4 separate regions of the Gossypium hirsutum genome follow, and regions 2, 3 and 4 are each linked to region 1. The links are chromatin contacts, called in public Hi-C maps. All regions are on one chromosome and are shown on one strand. Each heading gives the region's core, a stretch centred on a gene start, on an enhancer-like site or on the middle of the called end of the contact. The rest is flanking DNA. Distances are from core to core; before and after follow the strand shown.

What was found. A called contact is a pair of places that touch in the nucleus more often than the background predicts.
Region 2: a Hi-C map of leaf shows a contact between it and region 1, with 1.7 times the contacts expected there. The contact joins the promoter of LOC107899197 here to the promoter of LOC107899205 in region 1. A contact is called at or near these places in 2 of 34 Hi-C or Micro-C datasets (callus and leaf).
Region 3: a Hi-C map of leaf shows a contact between it and region 1, with 2.2 times the contacts expected there. The contact joins the promoter of LOC107899198 here to the promoter of LOC107899205 in region 1. A contact is called at or near these places in 3 of 34 Hi-C or Micro-C datasets (hypocotyl and leaf).
Region 4: a contact with region 1 is called in a Hi-C map of leaf, with 1.8 times the contacts expected there. The contact joins the promoter of LOC107899210 here to the promoter of LOC107899205 in region 1. A contact is called at or near these places in 7 of 34 Hi-C or Micro-C datasets (callus, hypocotyl, leaf and 1 more).

Annotation. Positions count from the first base shown.
Region 1 is chrD04:31,369,607-31,372,513 of Gossypium_hirsutum_v2.1, forward strand. It overlaps LOC107899205 (serine/arginine-rich SC35-like splicing factor SCL33), which reads right to left and starts at 1,417. Exons shown (of 6, transcript XM_016824850.2): 1 at 1,267-1,417; 2 at 678-829; 3 at 296-373. The coding sequence starts at 829.
Region 2 is chrD04:31,624,245-31,627,151 of Gossypium_hirsutum_v2.1, forward strand. It overlaps LOC107899197 (F-box protein At5g06550), which reads left to right and starts at 1,368. Exons shown (of 2, transcript XM_016824833.2): 1 at 1,368-2,753. The coding sequence starts at 1,453.
Region 3 is chrD04:31,571,652-31,574,558 of Gossypium_hirsutum_v2.1, forward strand. It overlaps LOC107899198 (ubiquitin C-terminal hydrolase 12), which reads left to right and starts at 1,445. Exons shown (of 32, transcript XM_041091262.1): 1 at 1,445-1,759; 2 at 2,031-2,094; 3 at 2,321-2,450; 4 at 2,560-2,717. The coding sequence starts at 1,730.
Region 4 is chrD04:31,183,141-31,186,047 of Gossypium_hirsutum_v2.1, forward strand. LOC107899210 (carbon catabolite repressor protein 4 homolog 1) reads right to left here and starts at 1,481. Exons shown (of 12, transcript XM_016824858.2): 1 at 819-1,481. The coding sequence starts at 976.

The sequences.
Region 1 (2,907 bases), core at 167-2,666:
CTTGATGTAAATTAAGGTCATCTTGAACAGTTTTCATTAGTTGAAAGTGTCTTCAACAGAGTACTCTAATACTTCATTAGTGTCTTCAACACAGTACTCTTATTACTTCGTTGGTGTCTTCAACACTTTCAATAAAAAACAACCAAATTCCCATAAACCAATGGACATATTAAAGAAACAACCCCATCACCCAAACACTCATGTGAGGCAGGATGAAGACACACAAGTTGACACCATCAGACACAAATACACATTGATTTACCATTTGTCAGTTACCTATAAGGATTATACTTACCCAGTATAATAATCCCGAGGCAGGTAGACGTCCTTGAGGCGACCAAATTGCCCAAAAGGTCCACGCAGGTCTTCTGGCCTGCAAATGAGACATAATTAGAAATTGGCTCTAGAAGGACAGTTTGATGAGACTAAATTTTCTACTTGTATCAAGACGATCATGTTTATTTTAAACAAAAGAACAAAGATGTACACTAGGTTTGAATTGGTGAGCAAGGAAAACAAATCACAGCATAAATGTAACACCTTTATTTCTCCTAAAAAACCTTCGCTCTCACTTATCCCTAGAATTTATTTTAAAACATAACCATGAGAGCATTAGGATATTGGATTTGAGAAAATTGACAGTCTGACGCCGATAAATACGAGGGGATGGTACAAACCTGCAGTCATGGCGAAGGTTCCGAACTAGAAGACTGGTGGGAAGATCTCTACCACGACCTCCATAGCGACCCCTAGGGCTAGGGCTACGATGCCGCCTCCTTCCATAATCCCTTGGTGGCGAGGGACTGTAACTGTAACTTCTACCCCGCATCTGCAACAAACCTAAGGCATTTAATACTCACAGAATTGCTTTTAACCAAGATTAAACTGGAAAATTTTCGAGCTTGGAATTCAAAGTAAAAAGAACAGAAGAGAGAAACCGGGCGATCCCATTCGCAGTGCAATGAAAAAGCAAAAGAAACGATTAAAAGGAGCCTGAAATTACCAAAATCCTGTTTTCTCTTGAACTTAGAATCAATCCCAGTCCCAACCTAACTTTTCTCCCAATAAAATATTTTTATAAAATAGAAATTAAAAATAAAAATATCTGGGAACTACAAGGAACATAAATTACAAAATACATGCAAAAGAAAACAAAATCTTCACCAAGAGATTGACGAAAAAAATGAAAGAAGATGATAAAAAAAAAAGAGGTAGAACGAATTAAGAACATACAGTTACAAAATCGCAGACGAAGAAAATCCCAACCTTCCTTGATGCTTTTCTCTTTCCTTTGGCGTTTGGTTGTTCATCACGGGGTGCTTTAGATTTTCACCTACCTTCTAAATTGGAACTACAGAAGCTTCCAGTGACTTTCTGAGGCCTCTCTCCCTGCAACACTAACCGTCCACGTGTGTTCAAAAAAGAAAATCAACGGTCAGACGCCATTTAAGTTAGTTTGATCGGGTCTATCATGAATCTTTGATCCAACGACAATTCGGCTGAGGCCTAAAGGCCTTTTTTTGTAAGGCCTGCTTAAATCACGTATATATAATATATACATTTTATAATTAGGTTTAATTTGGCAGAAGAACATGCCTGATATCGAGGATAGTATTTTTTGGAACCCAATCAGATGAAGTTGGCGGGATGTATACTTACTTATTTTTATTTATATGTTTATAATTCCGTATGTTTTATAGATTCTTGATAATTAAGTCCAGTTTCGTAGTTATATTTTCGTAGTTATATTCGAACTTGATAATTAAATTTATTTTTTTTAAATTGTGATTTTGTAAAATATGATAATGTAATACTTTGATATTATACCATGTCATCACTTGAAATTTAAAAAAGATTAATATTTTTATTCTTTTATTTTCAAACTATATATTTTTAAAATTTTTTAGGTTATGATATGACACAATCTCATAATATCAGATCACTATATTTGTACGTAATCCAACTTCAGGTACAAAGTGGACCAAAAGGGTGCAAGTACTAATATAAACCTAGTTGTCAAGTTTAGAGATCAAAAATTACATTAACGCCTTTTTCTTATAACAGTATAGTAGAAGTTCATGGCCAAATAACAAACAACCTAAATTCAATGACTCTCTTAGCCATTCTATTCAAGATCAAATTATCAATGAAGTTGAAAAATACATTTTGAAATTTATGATAGAAAACTATTTTTGAAAAGATAAAATGTTTATTTTAAATATTATGTTGTAAAAAAATATGTATTTAAATGATGTTTGAATTTATTAATATTATAATTCGTGGAATATATATAATCTTAAATTATAATAAAAATATTAAAATTTAATATTAAATAATTAATATCATGAAATATATCATATCAAATTATAATAAAAAATTACAATTTATTTCAACGGGAAATATTCTTATTTTCACATTTATTATTATTGTTGTGTTATGGTATGTTATTATTATTTTGATATTAATAAATATTTAATTTCGAATACAGTTCAAATACAATAAAATAATGAATAAAGTACACTAATTATCACTAAACTTTGATTAAATTTATATTTTAGTTACTCAACTTTCAAAATTTACAAAATTGTAATTAATATTATTGAGAAATGACTTGCGTGTCTTTTGTATTTATTTTATTTCCATCTTTTTTTTCTTTTCCCTTTTTTTTCTTCTTCATCCTCTTCTTCCCCAAATGAAACCTTAGTCATCGCCCCTCGCTAGCTGTTGGAACCAAAACTTAACATGTCTGGTTTCTAAGCAAATCCTTTTGCTAAGCCCCAATCTTTGTTTCTCATCTGGATGAGGGCACTAATTAAAGAGACTAAACCAAAAACCAAATTGAAAATTGTTAATTTCTAAAACAAAATAAAAATTGATTAATTTTCACAATTCATATAAGTTTATAAA
Region 2 (2,907 bases), core at 118-2,617, 250 kb after region 1:
ATTCCTTGAAAACTTATCTTCCTTTGAATGAGCAAAGCCACAAAATCCTTTCCTAATCCAAGACTTACCTTTGCTTAGTCAAACTTCTAACATCAACAAATCAACTCTTTCTTCTCCGACAACACTTATTACACATAATACCAGAAATCATGTTCATGAAGAACTAATGTATAATAACCTTGAATGTTCATATTAGAGATGATAAAAATATTTTTTCTTATCTTATTCTTCACATTCTCACACTAGCTCCAGCTTTTCAAGCTTAAAAATGGGTTTTATACAAGATTCTTGCAAGAAAGTAACTTGGGTTGTGGAAATTCTTAAAGAGATTTGAGAAAAGAGAAAATGAAAACGAAAAGAGAGATTTTTTTTTCTTCTCCAAGCATGGTGGACGGCACCGAGGAGAAAGGTGGAGGCTTTCTCCATCTTATAATAAAACTATTCTACCGTCAAACTAATTTTAAAATGAGTGATCTACCTTGATTAATGAATGAAAAATCCAAATTCTATCATCATATCTTTTCTCATAATAATACAATTTAAATAGATTCTAAAATTTTTATTAAAAAATTGATGAAAAGTCCCAAAATATCCTTTAATGGAGAACCTGCACTTTAACCTATTTCTCTTATAACTTCTCTTTAATTAATAACAAATACGACACTTAACACTTTAAATCTTCTCATATTATTATAAAGGTCCATGTTAATTTCATACATTAACTATATCATCAAAATAATATTTTCATCATAAAATGCTGTAAAATGACCCAAATACCCTTTGTGGAAAAATTATCATTTTGCCATTTTTGCCTTTTTGTACAATTTCTTCACAACAATAAGCACTTATCCAATCTAAAAATCATAATTTAAATATATTCCTTAATATCATTTCCCGACAAAAGGGGAAAGTACAATTTAGTCCATGTATTTTTTGTTTTATTCAATTTAATCCAAAAATCTTTTTTTCTTGATACTAATACATGTCAAAACATAATCAATCCATAACTTAGCAAATTGGCCACTTTACACTTTAATCCTCATACTTTTTAATTTTATAATTTAATCCTTTTTCAACAATTTCTCATCCAAAATTTACTTCATTGGTTTTCAAATAATAGACCCTTCTAAAATTCTGTTTTTTTGGTCTCATAATCAAATTTTCCTTAAAATTTTACTAAAGTAGTTTCCGAAACTGTATTGAAAAATTTGGAGGGAGGTTGTGGTCGATATCTCTATCTTCACCTCCAAGCTTTACAAATCTAGGCGGAAAATAATTGAAGCAAAATTTGGGCCGACTACTTTCGGAGTCTTGAGTAGAAACTTGGATGGGCTTTAAGTCCTTCTGAAATTAAAAATACTCAGATTTACTTTATTTCCAGGGCGGAAAGAAACCGCAGCAAAAGTGCAAAACCCTAACCAAGCAAAGCCCTTAGAGCAAAAACCCTGAAACATGCTAAGTTGTAGGAGAAGCTTACTGTCTCAAACCATAAAAAGAAAAACTAAGAACAAACCCAAAAACAAAACTAAAGTGAAAACTCACAAAAAGGTTTCCAGAACACGAGATTTCATTCCCGAAAACATGCATCTCGAAGATAATGAAGAAGAAGTAGGATTCAACCTCAAATCCTCAGCTCCTTCTCGTTCTCATGGGGTTCAACCGTTGGGAAACCTTTACTTCAACCCAGGCGCTATCAACTCAAGAAACATCGGCTTAGGTACTCTCCAAATCCTGTCTGACGAGCTTGTTCTTGAGATTTTAGGCCTTTTGGAAGGTACCCAGTTAGGTGTTTTAGCTACTGTTAGCAAATCATTTTATGTTTTCACTAGCCATGAACCCCTTTGGAGGAATCTTGTATTGGATAACCTGAAAGGACGATTTTTTTATAATCGGTCATGGAAAGTTACTTACATATCTACATTTCATCCTTCATTTGATGTTTCAAGGAGTGCCCGTTCTTCGGGTTTGAGAGTAAGGGATTTTTATTCTGACTATTTGTTTCAGAGTTGGCTGTGCGCTAATCTTGAAATGAAACCTGAATGGCTTGAAAGAGATAATATAATTCGAAAAAGAGGGATTAGTGTTGATGATTTTCTGACAAACTTCGAAGAACCTAATAAGCCGGTTTTGTTGGAAGGGTGCATGGATAATTGGGATGCATTGGGAAAGTGGGATAGAGATTATTTGGTTAATTTATGTGGCGATGCTCAGTTTGCAGTTGGACCAGTTAAGATGAGGCTAGATGATTATTTTAGCTATGCAGATCAAGTAAAAGAAGAGAGGCCATTGTACTTATTTGATCCGAAATTTGCAGAAAAAATTCCAACTTTAGGCTCAGAGTACGATGTTCCAGTTTACTTCAGAGAGGATTTGTTTAGTGTTTTGGGTAATCGGAGGCCAGATTATAGGTGGATTATAATTGGACCAGCTGGGTCTGGATCATCCTTCCATATTGATCCTAATTCAACATCTGCCTGGAATGCGGTGATTAGAGGATCTAAGAAATGGATTTTATTCCCGCCTGATGTGGTTCCACCTGGGGTACACCCGAGCCCAGATGGAGCGGAAGTGGCATGTCCTGTTTCTATAATTGAGTGGTTCATGAATTTTTATGATGCAACAAAGGATTGGAAAAAGAGACCTATTGAGTGTATTTGTAAGGCTGGAGAAGTGATCTTTGTGCCAAATGGATGGTGGCATCTAGTGATTAACCTAGAAGAATCTGTTGCCATTACACAGAACTATGTTAGCAGGTATGCCTTCCTTTTTACTCTTTCTTTCTAGTTTTTTCTATGGTTTATGAAGAATCACTAACTACAGTCTCTTGAGTTCAGTTTTGATATTAATAGCCAAAAAAAAAAATCACAATTGTTTTGACCTTTATGAAGCTCATTTGATAAGGATTTG
Region 3 (2,907 bases), core at 195-2,694, 200 kb after region 1:
TGTTTGATGTTGGGAGGGAGAGTTCTGGAGGTGGATTTCGGCTTGGGAAGATGAGGGTAAAACAGGGCATAGAAATTCTAAGAATTCTAAACGGAAGCTAATTTGAACTTTGTGCAGGGAATAGAAATCGGTGAGTAAGGAGGAATACGTACGTAATGTAATACGCGCGTAATGGGCATTACAGCGAACCAAACATTGAAATAGGTGGGGCCCACCGATTCGGCGCATAATGGTATACCCATTACATCGAACCAAACAGAGTAAATGAATTAGAGGCATTATATCAAAAGCAAAGCTTGACAACCATTGGTGTTTGCGCAGAGTTTATTTACTTGTACATATTTCACCACTTTGCCATAGACACAAAACCATTTATTTTATTTTATCAACGTTTAAGTTTTCACTACTTTTTTTTTTATCCTTCATTGATTTAGTTCATTAAATGAATCCAAATTTGAAGTGAGTAAAGATAAAAAAAAAATTAGTGGCTTTGGGTAAGTTTAAGGAAAGAAAAGAAAGGCTGAAATAGATATCATAAAATAAAATGGAGAGAAGATTCAAGAATTCCTTTTATTTGTTTGTAGATCATGTATTCGATGGAAGTTGCTCATATGCTAAGGTTTATGAGCTTCTTACGAAGGATGTCACAGCTTTAATGGTTTATTTATCTTATCCTAATGATTTTGGGACTACATTTGCATAGAACAAACGAGCATCGACAAGACCTTCACTATGAATGGTTCAGGGAACGGTCCAAAAATTATTTATCCAACTCTTCATGATATATTTCAGACAATAATATAAATCAATTAATTTTATTAATTCATATTTCAAAATTGAAGCTTTTTGGATGTTGAATTACATTCCTCCTACCTGGAAATTCATAATGAAGAAATTAAGCACCTTTTTCGGGATAAAGAATCAGAAAATGTAGAATTTTTAATAAAATTATAATTTTCATTCTAAAAACAACACTCACTAAAATCTAATACAAATAAAAATTCATATGATAATAACAAATCGGCCTTGTTTGTGGACAGATTCAAACATGTATGCAAGGGCCACATTATGTAATAGAAATGATCACATGATTTATCATAAAAATATTATTATTTTAAGTTGTATTTTGCTCATTCTTTAAAATAAAAAAGATTAATTTTTATATATTAGATTAAAATTTTAATTCATTGTTATCAAAATAAATAAATAAAAAATTATATTAATTATTTATATTAAAAATTTTATCCATTTATACTATTAAAAATTGTTATTGTTAACGAAATAATTCGACAACACCATATAACATACAAAAATTAATAGATAAAATTTTAAACAAAAAGATCAATTCACTTATACATAAATACTAATTTAGTTATTTTTTAATTAGAAAGAATACAATGACTCCATATTACCTTTAGCCCCTACCTCAAATAATTCCCACGTCTCCAATTCATTTCTGATATGTTTTTCTTCCCAGAACAACCCCCGCTCCATCCATAAAACCTCGATAATACCATTACGTTCAACTAAAACTCAAATTGCCACCACCACCACTCTTCTTTACTGAGTGGCTTTGCAGTGTCCGCTTCTTCCCTTCCCGTCCTCAGCTTTTGTCGAAATTCACTCTTCTTTAATTTCTCTCTCTCTCTCTCTCCCTCTCTCTCTCTCTCTTTAAAATTTTTTTTTATTTTTTCTAATTTTCTGATCAACGATTCACATCTCTCCAGCCATGACTATGATGACGACTCCGCCGTTAGATGTACATAACACTCTTTCCTCTCTTCACTTTCAATAGTTACTTCAATAATTATTTTGTTCTTGAATTTCTCTCTTGGTGGATGTGCTTCAAGGGATTACTTTTTGTTTTCTCAAGTTATTTACTTTTAAATTGACAAGTGATTAATTTTTTACGTGAATTTCTTGCAATTTTTTTTCTGAATGCATTGAGATAGGGTTTTGATTGAGAGAGTTAGGGTTAGGATTTGGTTGTTCAGAGTTTTGATTGTTTTAAACTTTGGATTTTGGAACAGCAAGAAGATGAGGAGATGCTCGTGCCGCATTCTGACGTAGTCGATGGAACTCAGCCAATGGAAGGTTTGTATTTTTTTATAGAAATTTTTTAGTTCACTCTAATTCGCGTTATTGATTTTATAATCTTAGGTTGATCCGGAAGTTGGGTTTTTTTTCTTTTATTTATTTATTTATTGTAATTATGGAGTGATTTAGTATGGAGTAATAATTTGATTATTCAGGTTGTTAGGGTTTTTATTTTTTGTTGATTTTATGATCTTGATTAATTTAGTTGCTCAAGTTGAGCCAGCTAGTACGGTTGAGAATCAGCAAGTGGAGGAGCCTCCATCAATGAAATTCACTTGGACAATTGAGAATTTTTCTAGGCTCAACACCAAGAAGCATTATTCAGATATATTTGTTGTTGGTGGTTACAAATGGTAAATGGTGACTTTTCTTTGTGTTGCCATTATTGGAATATCTTTTATTTGGTGTGCTGCGGACTGTATGTAATAGATCTTCGGTTGTCGGGTTGATTCTTCTGTGCAGGAGGATACTAATTTTTCCAAAGGGAAACAATGTGGATCACTTGTCTATGTACCTGGATGTTGCGGATTCTTCTGCATTGCCATATGGTTGGAGTAGATATGCTCAGTTTAGCTTGGCAGTAGTTAATCAAATCCATCACAAATATTCAATAAGAAAGGGTATTCTTACTGTTACTGAGTTTTTCGTTTTGTTATTTATGACAACAGCATTTAATGGGAAAATTCCACCCTCTTTGTTCCTGTATATTGAAGTTTCAATTTAAAGCAATCTTTCATTGCCTAGAGAGAATTTGTTTATTGTCTTTTCACTCAATGCTTGATTGAGTATTTTGTTATATAGTGTTCATTC
Region 4 (2,907 bases), core at 231-2,730, 190 kb before region 1:
ATTGCCTTCGATGGAAGATTCTAGCTCATTGAACCTAGTTTTGTCTATGACGCATAAAGAGACAGAGCTCAATTGCAACATTCTTGACTCAAGCAGCGAAAACTAAATCCAAGTAAAACCAAACAAAATGGCATGAAACTCAATGCCATAATCAGAATCAAGAAACTACTTCTTGATCCTTCAAGAATTTAAAAAATAAACACATCACTAAACGAACAAGATAATCCAGAACACGGAGTAACAAAAACAAATTGCAATCCAGTAAAAAGCAACCACTCTATCTCCAAATGCACAGGTCGAAAAACCCAACTTATAGACCTCAATTCCACGCATCCCTTACGGAAACACTCAGACAATTTCACATATACTGTATTTACTACAAACAGTCATATATATCAAACCCCAAAACCAAACTCAAACCCCCATTGACCAAAATGAGAACTACACAAAGACCAAAACACCAAAAAGTAAAAAAAGAAAAAAGAATGAAACATAAAATCTAAGAAATTGTCTTATAATGCAAACACTTGCCACCTACAAAAAGCAGTTCACACATTTAGTAAAAAGCAATCAAATAATAACAAACCCAAAAGAACTAGCTCAAAATCCACTTGGCCAACATGACAACTAACCAAAATACATAAACCAAGAAATAATAAATAAATAAATAATAAAGGGTTTAATTGTTAATTAGCCATAAAAAAGTTCATACCACTTGAAAAGTTAAATGAAATTAGCCTAGCCATTGGCATAACCCCCGCCACCAACCAATAAAAAACCTAAAAGAAAGATTCTTCGACGGATTTAAAAACACTTACCACTTGTACCTCAAGAAGTGGCCATCAAGAGGGGCCGACTCAGGCACATCATCGGTTGTAACGGTCTTGTCAGGTCGGCGTAAGAGCACGTAAGGCGTGAGCTCGCAGCCAACAATTGGTATATCAGAAGGGAGGTGCACACGTAGCACGCTCAGCATGCTTTAACTTCTCGGGCTTCCTTGGTCGGTCACAGTTCGCAACGGTCACCACTTGGTAAACCTATCAAATCCAATCCTACACTAACAAGAGCAGCAGAGCAAGAAATGACCTCGAAATGATGCGCAATCTTATCGAGGCGGAATCCAGGCGGATCCGCCATTTACTTGACCCGAAAACCCGCCAGCCTTGACAATCGTCCTCTTTTTTTTTTCTTTTTTTTTTCCGATTAAACAAACCCTAGAAGACTTGTTGATTAATCCCAAATATAAACATGCAAGAACCAAGAACAGATCTTGTAACGGTATTTAGGGTTTTGAAATAGAGAATGATTGAAGGAATGAATCGAAGAAGAGATACAGAGAAAGAAAGGGGGGAAATGAGGAGATCGAATGATAGTTAGGGTTTTACAGAGGACATGAAAAAGGAAAGTCTTTATTTATAATATCTGTTTATTATTTATAGAGAGAAATAAATTTTTTCAAGGATAAAAATTAAAACATTTGTAATCTTTCCAGCGATATATCCATATAAAATTGAGGTAATTTTAACTTTAATATTTATTCTTAAAAAAATTAAAATTATGGCAACACATGTCTATTCATCTAAAGGAAAGTTGAGGGTGAAAAAGTCCATAAAATTGATTGTGCTAAGTAAATCCAATCGATTTAATTAATTTATATGGTAAGATAATCGGTTTAGGTTTTTTGTGTGGTGTACTTTTGGTATTCAATTTTCAAATTAATTTAAATTTATTCAAAAATTACTCATTGTCTAGACTTGTCCAAGGGTCCGATAAATCCCTCTTAACTAGGGTCAAGTTTAAACAAAAATTTTCACACCTTGGGTCGACCTGGCTTAGTTCAATTTCAACAACGAAAATTATTTTTAAATTTAATTATAAAAGTATATAAAATATCAATTAAAATATAATTTTTAATATTTTATTATTTTTTGAATAGTGAAATGGCCTTTTTGGGTAGACCAAGCTTGGCCAAAAATGAGTCTGGACTTGAAAAGTTTTTTGGAGCCGGGTCTCGACCTAGCCCGTGGACACTTCTACCGTAACCCCACCCCAATAAGGGATGACAACGGTGTGAGGCAGGATGAATTTTTGCCTATCTCAACCCAAACCTGAAGTTTGACCAATTTGCCCCGACCTGATCCCGAGTCTTAAGAAAAAACTCACCCTAAACCCGAACTTAAAATTTAATAAAATTCCTAACTCCATCTCGATCCAACCCGAAATTAATTTAATTATTTTATTTTTTATTTAGAAGCAGATAAGAATAATTTTTTAATTTAGACTTAAATATTAATATATTTATTTTTTTATATATGTATTTATTGAAAGCAAATATTTAGTATATGTATATATTAGGGGCAATTTTTTGTAAATATCTCAGGGCAAGGCAAAGCGGATTTACCTCAAATCCAATCTCAACACGACTATTTTTATAGTTTCACCCATTTGAATCCTCCTATTTTTCAAAAAAAAAATCCGACCCTCATGGATCGGGTTGGGCCGAAACCTGTCAAATTCAATTTTTTTTGCCATCTTTAATCCCAACTCTTAAATAGGAAGATAAGTGTGCTTCAATGTGCTTGAACTCACATTCTCTTGTACCGACAATAATGACGATGCCAGCTGAGCTAAGACTCAATCAACAAAAGTAATTTAATTTAATTCAACTAATTTTAAAAGAATTCGATTGGTGATTAAATCAACTGCATTATCAATTTTCAATTCAACCAATTTAACTAGTTAAACCATCTATTCAATAAGGGATAAATCCCAAAACTATACATAAACTATGGTTTAATATACAATTGTATACATGAACTTTGATTTTGTGCAATTATACATAAAATTTTGATTTGATCCAATTCTTGTAAATTATTAACACAATTATTGATATAACATCATTTTATG